Regions from separate parts of the Mus musculus genome. Here all the other regions are linked to region 1. A link is a contact called in public Hi-C data. All regions are on one chromosome and are shown on one strand. The core of a region is the stretch at or near the end of the contact, and the rest is flanking DNA. Distances in the headings are between cores, read along the strand shown. Region 1 holds the start of Runx1t1 (RUNX1 translocation partner 1). Region 2 has its middle 15 kb from the start of Gm46880. Region 3 has its middle 34 kb from the start of Gm46880.

Region 1 (4,163 bases), core at 1,520-4,019:
TGTGGTGCTGTTCTACTGTGGAATTGGCACAGAACTGCTGTGCTTTGATGAAGAAGAACCCAGAGTTATCGCCCCAAACCTACTGATTTTTTTTAATGCGTCTAACATTTCATTATTGGCTAAATTCGTTGATTTGCAAAGTAATGATTTAGACAAATGTCTTTCTAAAACTGCCCTTTAAAAAGTAGACTTTCCACTAAGTTAAAAGTCAGGTATTGCTGCACCTTTTTAGAAAAAGCACTTCAGTGGTCATTAAAGTGTTCTGGGTTGTTCTGAATGTATTTTAATTTTATAAAGTCTGTATTGATGGGGACACAGGGCAGGGCTCTGTACTGGAGCAAACTTTCCTAGTACACACTCCGTTTCTCGTTGTTTGCCTATGTAACTGCATTAATCATGCTATTGATTGTCTATTTTTATTATACAGTTTGGATGTTAGAGATCTTGGCTCTTTGTACTCATTTTATTAAAGGGAAAGTTATTTCTGCCTAAGTAACTGTATCTATACATGTCCAGGTTTCCCAGTTCAGGGAGAGATGCCAAATGGGGCTGCAGCTTTGCCTGTCTCTAGGTGAAAGCAAGGGACAGACTCCTTGAGAAAACGCTGAACCAGCCTCAGATGCATGCTCAGCCAGGCCCTTTTTGCAATCAGACTTGAAGGTGAGAATCTCCGGGGATCCAGGTTTTGTTGACGTGGATCAATTTAAAGTGGCAATTACTGTAGTCAGATAACAGCTTAAAAAGCCTTTTTACACATAGAAAAGATACATAATCACACAGCATATGGAAGTTCAATTTTCTGAGCTGTAGTTTCAGGCCTTGGAGTGTACCGATATTAAGACCCAGTTTTGAAACCAGATATCATCCAGTTTTCTTGACGTGTATTGCATTTTGTCATATGACTTTCTATTTTAGAAGTGATTCACCGTGCATATTGATGAAAGGTTGGGTGCCCCACTGTGAAAATGTTTTCTTTCTTCCATAGGTATAGTATTAAAGAAAAAAAAAATTGGTGTGTAGCATTGAATGGCTTTTCAAAACTACTCCTTAAAAAAATGGAAGTCTTCAGATTTAGGATTCTGGATTCCATAAAGGCCCTTATGCCAGCACTTAATTGGTGATCACACTCATGCATGCTATAACAATTTCTGTCACAAGAATGTTTGAGCTTGCTGCTTAACAGAACTGAAATCCATTACACAGAACCTCATTACAAGTGACACCCAACTAAGATGAACAAAAAGATTGCCCTCATAAATAGAGTGTAGTATACTATTCTTGACAGAACAGAGTAATCACTATGAATTGTCGTCTTTTTACAAGTTGTCTCTGACAGAGATGGATTTTTGAGGGGTTCACTGGCTGAAGCAGCCCTTCTCAGGTTCAGCGTTCAGGGGCTGTAGAAGTTCTTACTGATCGATGCTGTTTATCAAAGATGATATATTTTTCGTTTGTGCAAGGTGTGTGTTGTGTGCATGTGCTCTGAAGCCCTCTCAGGCGAAGGGACAGGGAGGCAGTGGGTAGAGGTCAAAATCACTGCCTGTTTTCAGATGGGGTCTGTTAGTAGTTCTTGAAGGCAGCAAGGAGGGGAGAAAAATCAACCTGATGAAAGCTTATGGAAAATGTCGAATAAGCAAAGGACACATGGACCACTGCCAGAATAGCAAGAGTTAAAGGGGCCGGTCCCTCTTCATGGTCACTGAGCTGGCTGGCTGGTCAGTCCTGAGTAGAATTGTTTAGTAGAATTGTGTGTGTCTAGTGGATTGGCTGTACACTGGAAAGGTAGAGAGCCCAAGGGCTTGACCACCATGTGAGCCCTGTTGTTAAAACAAACAATCAAACACAGACCCAGAGAAGAGTTCCCAAGTGTTAAATTGTGAAGAAGAGTTTTAGAAGAGAATAATGTTTTCCTTCTGCCTGGCATCTTTGTGTGTTTAGAAACAGGCGGGCAAGGCAGGCAGGCAGGCAGGCTTGTGTTTCTCCTATGAGGCAAGGATGTTTTACAAAGGACTGAAGACACACTGCTGGGAAGGAAATAGGCAGCTTTAGATAAAGCACTGTAACAAAGGCTCCCAGTTTTATATATCATGGTGTCCATTAAAGCTTAATAGGGAAGAGTCCATTGAACCAGGCTGGGTATGTGTTATTCACAGTCAGGAGAAACATTTAAGGGTGTCTCCCCCCCCAGCCCCCCTTGCACCCCCCCCCCCAGCACCCCTTCCCAAAAAGGCATGATTGTTTAGCTTTTGAAAAGGCATTACAATGAAGAGTTTGTTTTTGTCTCCTGTGGATCTCTATGTAAAGTAGAGGAAAGTAAGCTGAAAGTGTTTGGAGCAAATCAACCTGGGAGCCCAGTGGATTGAAAGCACTGTAGTGAACTAAAAACGGTTAGATTCTGCCTCAGAAAAAAAGTGTTCTGTTTGACCCACGCTACTGGGAAGCTGGAAGTGTTCTGCTCATACTTTGTGCTGGGCGATGAACTGGCACAGCCCGGTCTTACAAGAGGTTTTTAGGTTGTTTGGGGTTTCCAGATCAATAAAAAAAGCTTTGTGGTCTGTGCCCTTGTTTGTTTTAAACCAAACTTCCCAGTAATGCCTGTTAAAATTAGAAGATGAAGGACAGCTTTCAGTGTGAGTTGGGGTCAGGTCAACATTGCCATCTTTTGGCAAAATAAGGGTTAACTTGGAGCTGGGAAGGGGTGGTGATAGTGAATGAATTATTCAGCATTTAGCTTATCTTTCTGCATTTCACTTTCTGCTTTTTGGTGCTCTGGAACTGGGGCAGGAGGAAGAGTGGAGAAAGGGAGACAGGAGTTGTGATACTTTGTACACACGTCCCTGTCATTGTTCTGCCTGAAGAGACAGGGCTGGGTTCAAGGCCACATGTGTTCCTGTCATCCTGCACATTTCTGCTCCAAGTGCAATCCGGAGTGTCAGCTCTCCATCTGTCTCTGCCTGGCAGGCGCACGCGCCCAGCACCCTGCCTCGGGCCATGCCGCCCCAGCCCCTCTGATGGCCCTCCTCTCCACCGCCCCGCACATTCCAGAACAGGAGGCATGAGCCCGCATCGCGCTCCCTCTTAACACAGAGTTGCTTTCAGTGTGTTACACGCTGGATTCCGGGATGCCTGGTGAGTGAGTCCTCTTTTCTTGCAAGGAAGGAAGCTTTACTTTCTGTAACGCGTGGAAAATGCCGACTGCACCACGACTGCTGTACTGGATGAGGGCAGGGAGAGGCTGTGGGGTGATAGAGGTGTGATTGGGAGGTGACACAAAGAAAGCTGGATTTAGGGGTGTAGGATATGGGGAGATACTCCTTTGAAACTGAGGGGAAGGAAGCCGTGGATGTTTGCCTGAGCAGTTTACACAGGGGATTAGCTCCACTGAGAAGTGTTTTCTGTTCTGGGTCTCTGGACTATCATCTGTACTTCTTTGCTGGTTATTTGCCTGTGGAGAGAGTTTTTAGATTATGGTAGAATTCTTGGAGAACGTCTTTGAAGAGCTGTTTATGTCAAAGAAAATGAAGGCAGCTTTGGCACTAGAAGGAATTTCTCGCTCTAAATCATAGTCCTTAGATGTTATCATGTAAGTAATTGAAATCGGGTCATTTAGAAGAAGTATGCTGAATTAGTGACATTCCTGTGTCCCTGGAAATTTAGTGTATGACAATTCTCCAGAAAAATATTATCTTTGGAAACTGAAGTGTTTCTGTGATTGCTGCCAGGGAAAACTGTGTTTGTGAAGCCTGCTGCAGGAGAAGGGCTGTCTCTGCTGCTCTCCAGAACTCTCTAAATTGTCCTGTGCCGAATGCAGAGCAGATAAAGGCAGGGCACACAGAGATCCTCCAGCTGGCTGGCGCATGCAGATTATTTGGGTAGGGCAGGCAGAAGAGGCCGTGCTTGGTCAGAGTTTGCACACCTCCCAGATGGTGTTTTGAAACATTATCTGCCAGCTTTCTGAAACCACAGTTGTGTGTAGGTATCGCCAGTTGTTTGAAGAGTGTTTTCCCTTTAGGATACGTCTTGGAGTCTGCTCTCCTCGTTATTGATATGTGTGCAGAAAGGACAAGTTTGCCCAGGATTGCACTTCCGTTGCTGTTGTTCAGGGGACTAGCAATGCATAGAAGCTGAAATATGGGGAAATTCAATTACCAAAAAAGATAATA
Region 2 (4,495 bases), core at 1,928-4,427, 520 kb before region 1:
AGCTACATCCTACAGATAAGCCTCAATGTTCTTATCTACAAAAGGACGATGGTAAACCTTGGGGGGGGGGATAGTTTATGGTGACCTCGTGGGAAAGAGACATGTAAGAGGCTTGGAATCATGTCTGTGAAGAAGGCATTAGAAGATGCTGCAACTCCCATGAAGATTACAGGGAGAGAAAAATGTGCCTGGGACAAGCTTTCGGCTGCTGTCAAAATCCCCTCAAAGCCAGAATGCAGAAGAGCTTGACCAGAAGAATGTGGGAGCTATCCTGGCAACTGGCCATTCCAGTGTCCCCAGTAGGTCTTTTCTCGTTCCCCTGCCACCTCCCCCCACTGCACACCTTTCAGCTTCTCCTCCAACCTTTATGTTAATAAAGTCAGTAATTGCCTTTTCTGGCAGTTCATAGAGAAATGCTACTCCTGACCTCCTAGCCTGCTCCTCAGAAAGGAAAATGCCCTTTGGTTTTCAGAGACTTAGCACCCAGCCTCTGAACAAGATGCCTCTCTCTTAGCAGATCTTTTCACATGTGATAAGCTTGGCAAGTTGCCCTGGTAAGTGTCAAGCCCTGAATGTTTTTGTTTTTGCCCTGGTGGTCCTGTGGAGTTACTGGAATACTTCTGGAGATCTGTTTTGTATCAAGTGCTCAGCCCAGGGTGACACTGAGAAGAAGCAGGTAGAGACTGAGAGGGGCTCTGGACTTCATCGTGTTTAATTCTGATAGCCGACTCCCTGTCTACCCTGTACTCCTTAAAGCTCCCTTCAATCTTTCTCTGGCCCCTTTCCTGTGGGCTCTTCTGTATTATAGGGCAATCTCTCTCTCTCTCTCTCTCTCTGTGTGTGTGTGTGTGTGTGTGTGTGTGTGTGTGTGTGTGTTCTTCCTTTTGTTCCCCTGAGAGGGTTGCCAAAACTCCTTATCTGTTGATGAATGAAAGAAATTTCTCTTGGGCAGGCTAGACTTGCTTAATGCAGCCCTGGTCAGCACTGGTGGTCATTGAGTTAAAGGAGCATCAAAAGTCAAAGCACACTGAAATATCATAGTTGCCTGTTGTGCCAGGAAGTGCCACGGGCTGACGTTTTCCTCCAGGAGGGGTGGAGGGAAGGGCGTGTGAGACTAATGGAAGCAGTCTGGCATTCTTTCCCTGACATGGAGACACCCAGTACCAGATAGTTTTGTCCTTGGCGTCTGTATTAATTCCACTTTTTTTTTCCCCTTAAGCCATGCTGAAGAGTTCAGCTGTGTTTTAATTTAGTCAAATATCAATCAGTGAAAATTCTTTTTTATATGGACTTTTAACATATTTGAAGTGAGATTCATTTTCTTAAGTTCCTTGAACCTCAACCATCCAAATCCTTTTCTCTAACTTTTCAAATTAATTTTGAATAACTATCAGCACAAGTAATATAAAAGAGGTATTTCCATTGGTGTAAGTACTCCATGATGTAAGCTATGTTTCTCACTGTCTCTTATAGTGTCATCTATAATATGCATACTCACTTAATATGGAATAAATGATGTAAGTCAAGAGTCAAAGAAGGGCCCTCTTCCAGAATCTCAAGTGACCATTGTTCACACAAATCAGGAAGAGGAAACTGCTGAAGAAACAAGGAAAGAAAATGATCTAGTTTCAGAAGATGAGACTGGAGTTGGCAGGGAGATGGGAGGGCAGGGAGATGCCAGGTGGTCACCTAGCAACTGCCAAGAGACTCATTATGTCACAGTCTCATCATTAATTTACTAAGTACTTACAAGTTGCTAATGTGCAATGAGTACACTCTTCTCACCATCTGGGGAAGAATGCTGGAATAACAGTTAACAATACACTGTAGGTCAGTGAGGCTGAGTTTAAACCCCAGCCTTATCTGTTGCTTTGTGTGACCAGTTTCAACTTATTACATCACTTCAAACCTCTATGTGCCCACCTGGAAAAGGGATATAGCAACGATAGCTACTTACTTGTATAAACAGAGTCTTTTTTTATTGTGGATTTATCTTTAAAAGTGTGTCAATCTAAGCATCTGTCATTCATTTTCCAGAAAGCCTTATAGCCCATATGTGTCTGATATAAATACTAGATACATGCATACATGCATACATACATGAATACATGCATACATGCATACATGCATACATACATGCATGCATACAAGCTGCAGAATGAGGTAGTTCTCACCTGTTCAGCACTTGGAGGCTGAGGCAAGATGTTTGCCCCAAAGAAGAGGCTAGCCTTTTCTCAAAAATTACACATACCCACATACACATAAATGGTTTGTTTATTTATTTTAAAAACAAAGATGGTTCAATAAAATTAAAATAAACTCCCAGAATACGTAAAGTTTACAAGTTTTCCCTTCAAGAATCAGGAAGTCCTTTGCAAGGATTCTGCTTGTTTACAAAGAGCTGTTTTCTGAAACTGACAAGTTATAGTCGACGCATTGTCTGCTATAGAATGGAGGGAATATAATTTTTTTCCTTGTACCTGATATTATAGATTCATCAATGATCTAGCAATCTAGTGGAAAGCGGCCTACAAATGTCTTAGGAAGAAGAAATATGTGGCCATTTCTGCCTGTGGCATTCAAGAGTTATGATTTTTGAAGGTTTCTGTCTTAGGGACTAGAAAGACTAAAGATTTGGACTCATGTCTCATTCCACAGTACACACACATAAATAAATCCATCTCTGCCTGCCTGGCAGATCTGGTAACCGCCTAGCTCCCTGCCTAGTTGGTGGTTAGCTCATGATCTGAGAAAATAATCTTACTGGAGCTAAAACAAAAACCCACCTCTCCATTTTCTGCTCTTTTGTTTTAATTGTTTTCATTCTGAATTTTAAAGTTTCTTTTTTTTTTCTTTTTCTCTCTTTCATTAACTTTCTCTGTGAAGTCCCTGTACTTTTGGTCATTATTTGTGGAGTCTCACAAAGACCCTGTGTAACACGGCCCCATGTCACTTCACACAGAACATTTCCCTGTGCTCTTGCCGCTTCCTGTCCTCCCAAGCAGGCCTGGCTATGAGCCCAGACACAGGTACATGTGGCACACTGGCTCTCTGCCTCTTCCTTTTATGACCCAGCTGATCATTTAATGTGTTGAGGGTCAAAGTGCTCAAGACACACTATGGAACACAAAAACCTATTCTGTGGTAAGTAACCCCAATGAACCTACACATACCGAACAGGACAGTGTCTAATGTCTGCAGGGCCCTGGTGTTTATGCTGAAAGAGACTTTTCAGATCTCTCCCATCTACCTCACTTGGCAAACAAAGAAGCTGAACTCTAAGGAAAGGAAGGGCCTGACAGGGGTTGTAGATAAGGGTTATTTATGCCCTTTAAATGTAAATTTGGGGCTTAAAATACCAATTTGAGACAAAACAGACTTTTTAAAAGGACAGGGAACAAGAAGAAATCAGGAAAATTCAGACGCTGAAGACTTAGATCAGGAAGATATTAGGAATACATTGTGCTGGGATTGGAAGAAGCTTAGGAAACAAGAGCGCAGTGTATTGAGAGAGAAAATTCATTAGAGAAGAATACTAAGCTGGAGATAGCAGTTCAGGAAAGGGAACTGAGATCAGAAACTGTGTAGAGAGAACTTCAGAAAGCCAGGATAAAGGAAATTTCTAGGAATAAGCAAGAGAAAGCACAAGAGGGAAAGTCAGTGATAAAGATGGCTTCCATGGAATGAAGTCGAGCAAAATATTGGAAATGGTTGATCTTTCCTTAAGTCAGTCAGAGGAATTCAAAGCAGGACATTACTTCCTGCAGAATTGGTGGAGAGTTGGCCTTAATCTCACTCCTTTACCCAAATGAGATTACTATAGATTTATGGTCCTGAATCCTGCAAGCCATGTGAAACCCATGTCTCCACACTCCAGGATAAAGAAATTTTACATCCTAAAGAATTGGCTAAGCATATTCCAAAGATGATGCTTGTCAACTGGACTGTTTGTGAATGTTGGTTGGTAAAGATCATGTCTGTCTGTTGGACTGTTTGTAACGTTGGTTGGTTTGTTTGTTTTGCTGTGTTTCCATTACTTCTGGTTATTTGGAATTGGCAGTTTTTATGAGACATTTGAGATTCAATTGTTCTGGATGGGCCTGGTGCTGTTCTTGTGAACTAATCCACTAATGAATAAAAGAGCCAATCACTGGGCTAGTAGGCGGGACTTCCGGGTTGGATGGAGGAAGAGAGGAAGCAGGAGCCAGTCAGGTCTCTTTTTGGACAGCTTGAGGGTAAGATGTAACTGCTAGAGTTTCCCAGTATCACGGCAGATCCGAAAGGATTCACCACCGAAGGAATCAGATTTTTTTTTTATTAGATATTTTCGGGTTTTTGTTTTGTTTTGTTTTGTTTTGTTTTTGTTTTTTGAGACAGGGTTTCTCTGTGTAGCCCTGGCTGTCCTGGAACTCACTCTGTAGACCAGGCTGGCCTCGAACTCAGAGATCCACTTGCCTCTGCCTCCCAAGTGCTGGGATTAAAGGCGTGCGCCATC
Region 3 (4,614 bases), core at 1,198-3,697, 540 kb before region 1:
GAGAGAGAGAGAGAGAGAGAGAGAGAGAGAGAGACTAAGGAAAGAGAGGTCAGGTTGGAAACAACAGGCAGAACAATTGGAGTGAAGAATAGTTCTGTCCAGAAAGACCCAACAAAGTATTGTGCTGGTCCACAGGGAGAACATCCCTGCTTTATCTTGCTACCAGCTCCACTGTTTAAACTGTGCCTGCCAGCAATCTGATGATGGAATAGAAATGGCCTTTCTTGGGTTAAAACAGAAGTTCTGCTCTGCATTTTAAATATCTGCTTATCTCAATGCCAGGGTAGATATGTTTCTAGCCTAGTGGTGCATTATGCATAACTAAAATTGAATAGGACATTTCAAATCAGAAGGCTTCACACAAAGCAGGTGCTTAACAAAAGGTGTGGCGGACAAATGAAAAATAGCACCTAATTCACCCTCTAAATCAGAACCTAGTGCTAATGCATTTTAAACTTATAGACATTGAATCTTTAAGCAATTTATGCTGTCTTATCAGATTAACAATGAGCCAAGCAGCATTCTCCTTAAGAATGTGAAACAGAATAGTGACAGCATTATTTAAACAAAGGGGGGAAAACATCATTTGATCATTTGTTTTGTTGCTTCAGACATCATAGCTACTGATTCTATAAAAACAAAGAACCTATGAATCAATGAGGCACGGCATCCTTTCATTAATGACTTAACCCTTTCTATTATAGGTAAATCAGACAAACAGACAAAAAATAGTGATAAGTCGAGTAATTTGGACCACAGACTATGATGATTAAAAACCTCCAAATCTATTTCTTACAATAGATTTTGTTTTAAGAGCCCAAATAGACTAAATGATATACCAAGCCTTTCATCTTCCTTCTGCCAATTCTTTCTCTGCTGTCTTCCCATCCCTACTAAAGAAATCTCTGCTGATCTTTTCATGCAAGATGCAGCTATGTGCTCCTTCTTGCATAAACATTTGCAATTCACTAAGGAGGATGTACGATGCACCTTGCATGCTTATCAAGCGCCGTGAGAACTTTATAGATTACTGCCTGCCTCAGGATTCTGGTTCCCTGGTGCTTATGCATAAGCAATGGATTTATGCAAACACTGTAACATTTCCAAACAGACTGTGACATGAGTTGTTCCTAGTTCATATAAGGTTCAGATACACAGCCTATTTTACGTTAGTGCTAGATCAAGTCATCTCATGGAGTTTAAATGTATCATTTCAACTTATAATGTTGTCAGTATAAAATGTCATAATGTGGTACTCAATTTGAACAGTAAAATGGATACTAATCTCAGGCTTCCGCACATTGCTGTGGTGGAACTGAACAATGGGAAGCAGCCTCTGTCTGTCTGGCAGTCGCTGCATCCAGTATCTGTGCATATGTGGGAAACCTCTTGTTATATACAGTCTACTTATTCCCTGTGATCTAGAGGGCTTATAAAGCCCCGGCGGTATAATACGCATTATGACTGAAATTGGATAATATGTGTAGTGGGGGGGGCTTACCAAGAACAACATCATTGAATTATAATGATAACATGCCTATTTACATAATGATAATGCACATATTAACTGCCAAACATGTTTGCTTTGCATTAGTGTTTATAGAAGGGCATAGGGAATTTAAAAATTATGAAAGGGTGTTTTTCTAGTTTCCATTAGTATAGTAGAGAGATTATTGAAGAAAGAAAATGGAAAAAAACTCATACTTCTGTGAGTGACATTAATGAAGCCTGCTCTTTGTTTGATTCGTGTGTTTTATGAGTTCAAGCAGGCATGTACAAAATGCACCCTGCTCTTTGATTTATTTTTCCTAATTCTGGGACATGCTGTCCCCTTAAAACAAGTAAAAACTCTTGCGTGGATTTGTTTTATTTATTTTTTTGGCAGCCAGCATCAAAAATGAAACACGAACAAATCATCCCTGTTGCTAGCATGTCCTCCTCACAAACCGTTTCTTGAGGAAGCCTCCATTGGAATCTCTTACCCTGAGATGGGAAAAGCTACATATCCCAAACTGTGAATTTTATTTGTATGTCGACAAAAAGCCAAAAGTTGGGAGATGTTATTTTGTGAGCTGTCATATGTTTCCTGAACTTTTTAGAATAGAAGGGAGCCATGGCAGGGCCCTTTCCCTCGCTCCTGTAACAAAGGCATGTCCCAGTTTATTTAAAAAAAAAAAAAATCATACACAACAATGCTGCTTGCCAGGTTTCAGAGTCCTAATGAAAATTTGGTCCAGAGCACAAAAATTTTCTGGAAAAATGCCTGAAATTTCCCTGTCGCAGATGTTTCGACAGAAGGTGCTTGCATGCCATTCGTTAATACTGCGCCATACGGGACTCAGTGTGGCCACCGCAATATAACCAGTAAGTAACACACGCAGCGTGCACACAGCTCCGCCAAAGTCCCCGTCTGTTGTGTGGGACTCGTATCCCATGGATTGAGACGTACCTTGATGAAACTGCATTGTCATGGAATGATAATATTTGCAGATCACCATGCACAGAAGCACACTATGGAGAACGTGGGAGGTCCGTTGGCTTCAGCGCACTTTTTGGCAGAGGAACTGACGAGCTGAGCTTGCATTTGATTCTTAGTGTTTGTGGTCCTCTTCGCCTCCCCCGCCCCTCATCTGCCAAACTACAGGAATAACTCTGTGCATAGAAAATTGCTTACCGGAGAATTTTTTTTGGGGGGGGGGGTGGTGGTGATATAAATAAAAGGTCACTTGGAAGTTGTTCATAGGTGTGGAAGGCACATATAGTCTGCTTTTGTTTGTTAATGAGTTCCAAAAATAGAGAAGTGACTTCCTGTCCATTCTCTTTGAAGAATTCCTTTATAGTGGAGGAAGCCCATCAACTTCAGAGACACATCTCTAGTCCTGCTCACTCACATAGATTTTCCTGAGAATCTAGAGAATTCTTGCTGGATAAGACTATCTGCAACAGAGCTTTCACTCATTTTGAGCAGCAGACTCGCTGCTATGAATATTCCATAGACAAACATGGCTGCTGTGTCATAGAAATGATTACCTGTAATGTTTGCCACTTAGAGAGAGGACACTGTCAGAAGGTGTGGAAGACTCATCCTCCAGCAGGACTTGGCAACCCCCAGTTGCAGAAGAGATGCATACACAGTCAGTATTGTTTTGGTCATTTAAGGAATTACAATATACCAAGGTTTATGTAGCTTCATATTAGTGCTTTTACTTTCTCCAATATCTCAGAAAGCCTTAGAAACCAAGAGTGACCAAAGCACTTGCTAATTTATCATGGCCTTTAAAACAATGCTGGGATTAAGATACTTCCTTTATTTTATAATTGTTTCGTGGGAAAGATGTTTACAAATAATTTCTTTCAAGATTGTCTTTCTCTTTATATATTTTACTACTACATGTTAATTCCATTGGCTAATAGGTCTCATCTTTGAGTAATTGGAAATGCATATATAACTGCTTTGTTTATTTTAACAAACTGAAATTAGTGTCTTCATAAATGAGAAAGATTTAGTAGTCAACTGAAGTTATTAAGATGCCTTAGATTTTTTCTTCTTTTAACAGAGATTTTGATAATAACACTAAGGTTTTGTTTCTTTTTTCCAAAACAGACTGAGAAAAGGAATTATTCTTCCAGTCACTTTTCTTAAATAGAAGAAAATATTGCTTATTGTTAGTGATTAAAATGGTTCTTTCCTTATTGTGTTCATAATATAAAAATACTTTCTATATATTATCTCTCATAATCTTTCCAACAATATATGAATACCTTTCTCAATTATCAGTAAAAATCTGAGGCTCCATATTACTAAGAAACTTGTCTAGAAGAATACATTTGATTTATTTTATGTAGTTCTTTGATGTAGGCTCTCTAACTCAAATTTTGGGCTCCTTTTATTGCCATATACAGTGATTCAAGTAAACTCCAAAATTAATTAATATAAAGCATAACCAATCAGCAGCTCTTGAACACAAAATCAGTGATTCTCCTGAGTCTTCTCAAATGACATTATAAAAATTTAGTGTCATTAACTTTTGGGGAACATTGGATGTTGTTGTCTGAACTATCTAGAACATTAATATAATATATAGAAGTACATTTATAAAACATTGATTATTTTTATAAAGTACATTTATAAAAACTGTTCACTAAATTATTTCACTATTATACATTTAAGTATATGCTTTTCCATATTTGTATATATATTTTGTAAATTATTTTTTTCCTAACGAAGTCTCACGTAGCCAAGGCTTCCCTTCAGCTCACTGTGTAGCCAGGACTGATCTTGAAGTTTTGATTCTCTTGTCTTTTTGTCCAGAGTGCAGTATTCCAGCTGGGCACCATGATACCTGCTTTCATCCATGATGGACATTAAACCCTGGGCTTTGCACATGCTCCAAGGACTCTATTCACTGAATTATATTCCCAGCATTTAAACAATATTGATATCAATGAAGTATACAAGTCTTCTGAATTTGAGTTAAGCCCAGAACTTACAAGAGTTTGCTTTTCACTTGACTAAACAGAAGTAAATTAAGAAAACAACTGAAATGTTGACTTGAGTCACAAAAATCTGCCCCCTGGGCTCATACAGCTGTTTCTCTTATATAGACTCATGTA

What was found. Hi-C and Micro-C count contacts between places; a contact is called where the count stands out from the background.
Region 2: a Hi-C map of cardiomyocytes shows a contact between it and region 1, with 1.7 times the contacts expected there. The contact joins the enhancer-like site here to the promoter of Runx1t1 in region 1. A contact is called at or near these places in 3 of 39 promoter capture datasets (the 3T3-L1 cell line, cranial neural crest and embryonic stem cells), 1 of 15 datasets of contacts at CTCF or cohesin (pro-B cells), 6 of 484 Hi-C or Micro-C datasets (the HL-1 cell line, the N1E-115 cell line, cardiomyocytes and 2 more), 5 of 115 datasets of contacts at active chromatin or transcription factors (cardiomyocytes, craniofacial prominence, embryonic basal ganglia and 2 more) and 1 of 9 other capture datasets (embryonic tail).
Region 3: a Hi-C map of brain shows a contact between it and region 1, with 3 times the contacts expected there. The contact joins the enhancer-like site here to the promoter of Runx1t1 in region 1. A contact is called at or near these places in 1 of 15 datasets of contacts at CTCF or cohesin (pro-B cells), 12 of 484 Hi-C or Micro-C datasets (adipose-derived mesenchymal stem cells, brain, cerebellar granule neurons and 4 more), 5 of 115 datasets of contacts at active chromatin or transcription factors (astrocytes, cardiomyocytes, craniofacial prominence and 2 more) and 3 of 9 other capture datasets (embryonic stem cells, embryonic tail and embryonic trunk).

The regions. Positions count from the first base shown.
Region 1 is chr4:13,782,013-13,786,175 of GRCm38.p6, forward strand. It overlaps Runx1t1 (RUNX1 translocation partner 1), which reads left to right and starts at 2,770. Exons shown (of 11, transcript NM_009822.3): 1 at 2,770-3,129. The coding sequence starts at 3,123.
Region 2 is chr4:13,264,909-13,269,403 of GRCm38.p6, forward strand. No RefSeq gene overlaps it. Among named protein-coding and RNA genes, the nearest start is that of Gm46880, 15 kb to the right of the region's middle. Within about 2 kb of position 3,178, at least 9 of the 459 cell types and tissues checked have an H3K27ac peak or open chromatin away from gene starts, as enhancers often do.
Region 3 is chr4:13,246,269-13,250,882 of GRCm38.p6, forward strand. No RefSeq gene overlaps it. Among named protein-coding and RNA genes, the nearest start is that of Gm46880, 34 kb to the right of the region's middle. Within about 2 kb of position 2,448, at least 18 of the 459 cell types and tissues checked have an H3K27ac peak or open chromatin away from gene starts, as enhancers often do. A contact at or near this core is called in brain, cerebellum and forebrain, where this site is marked.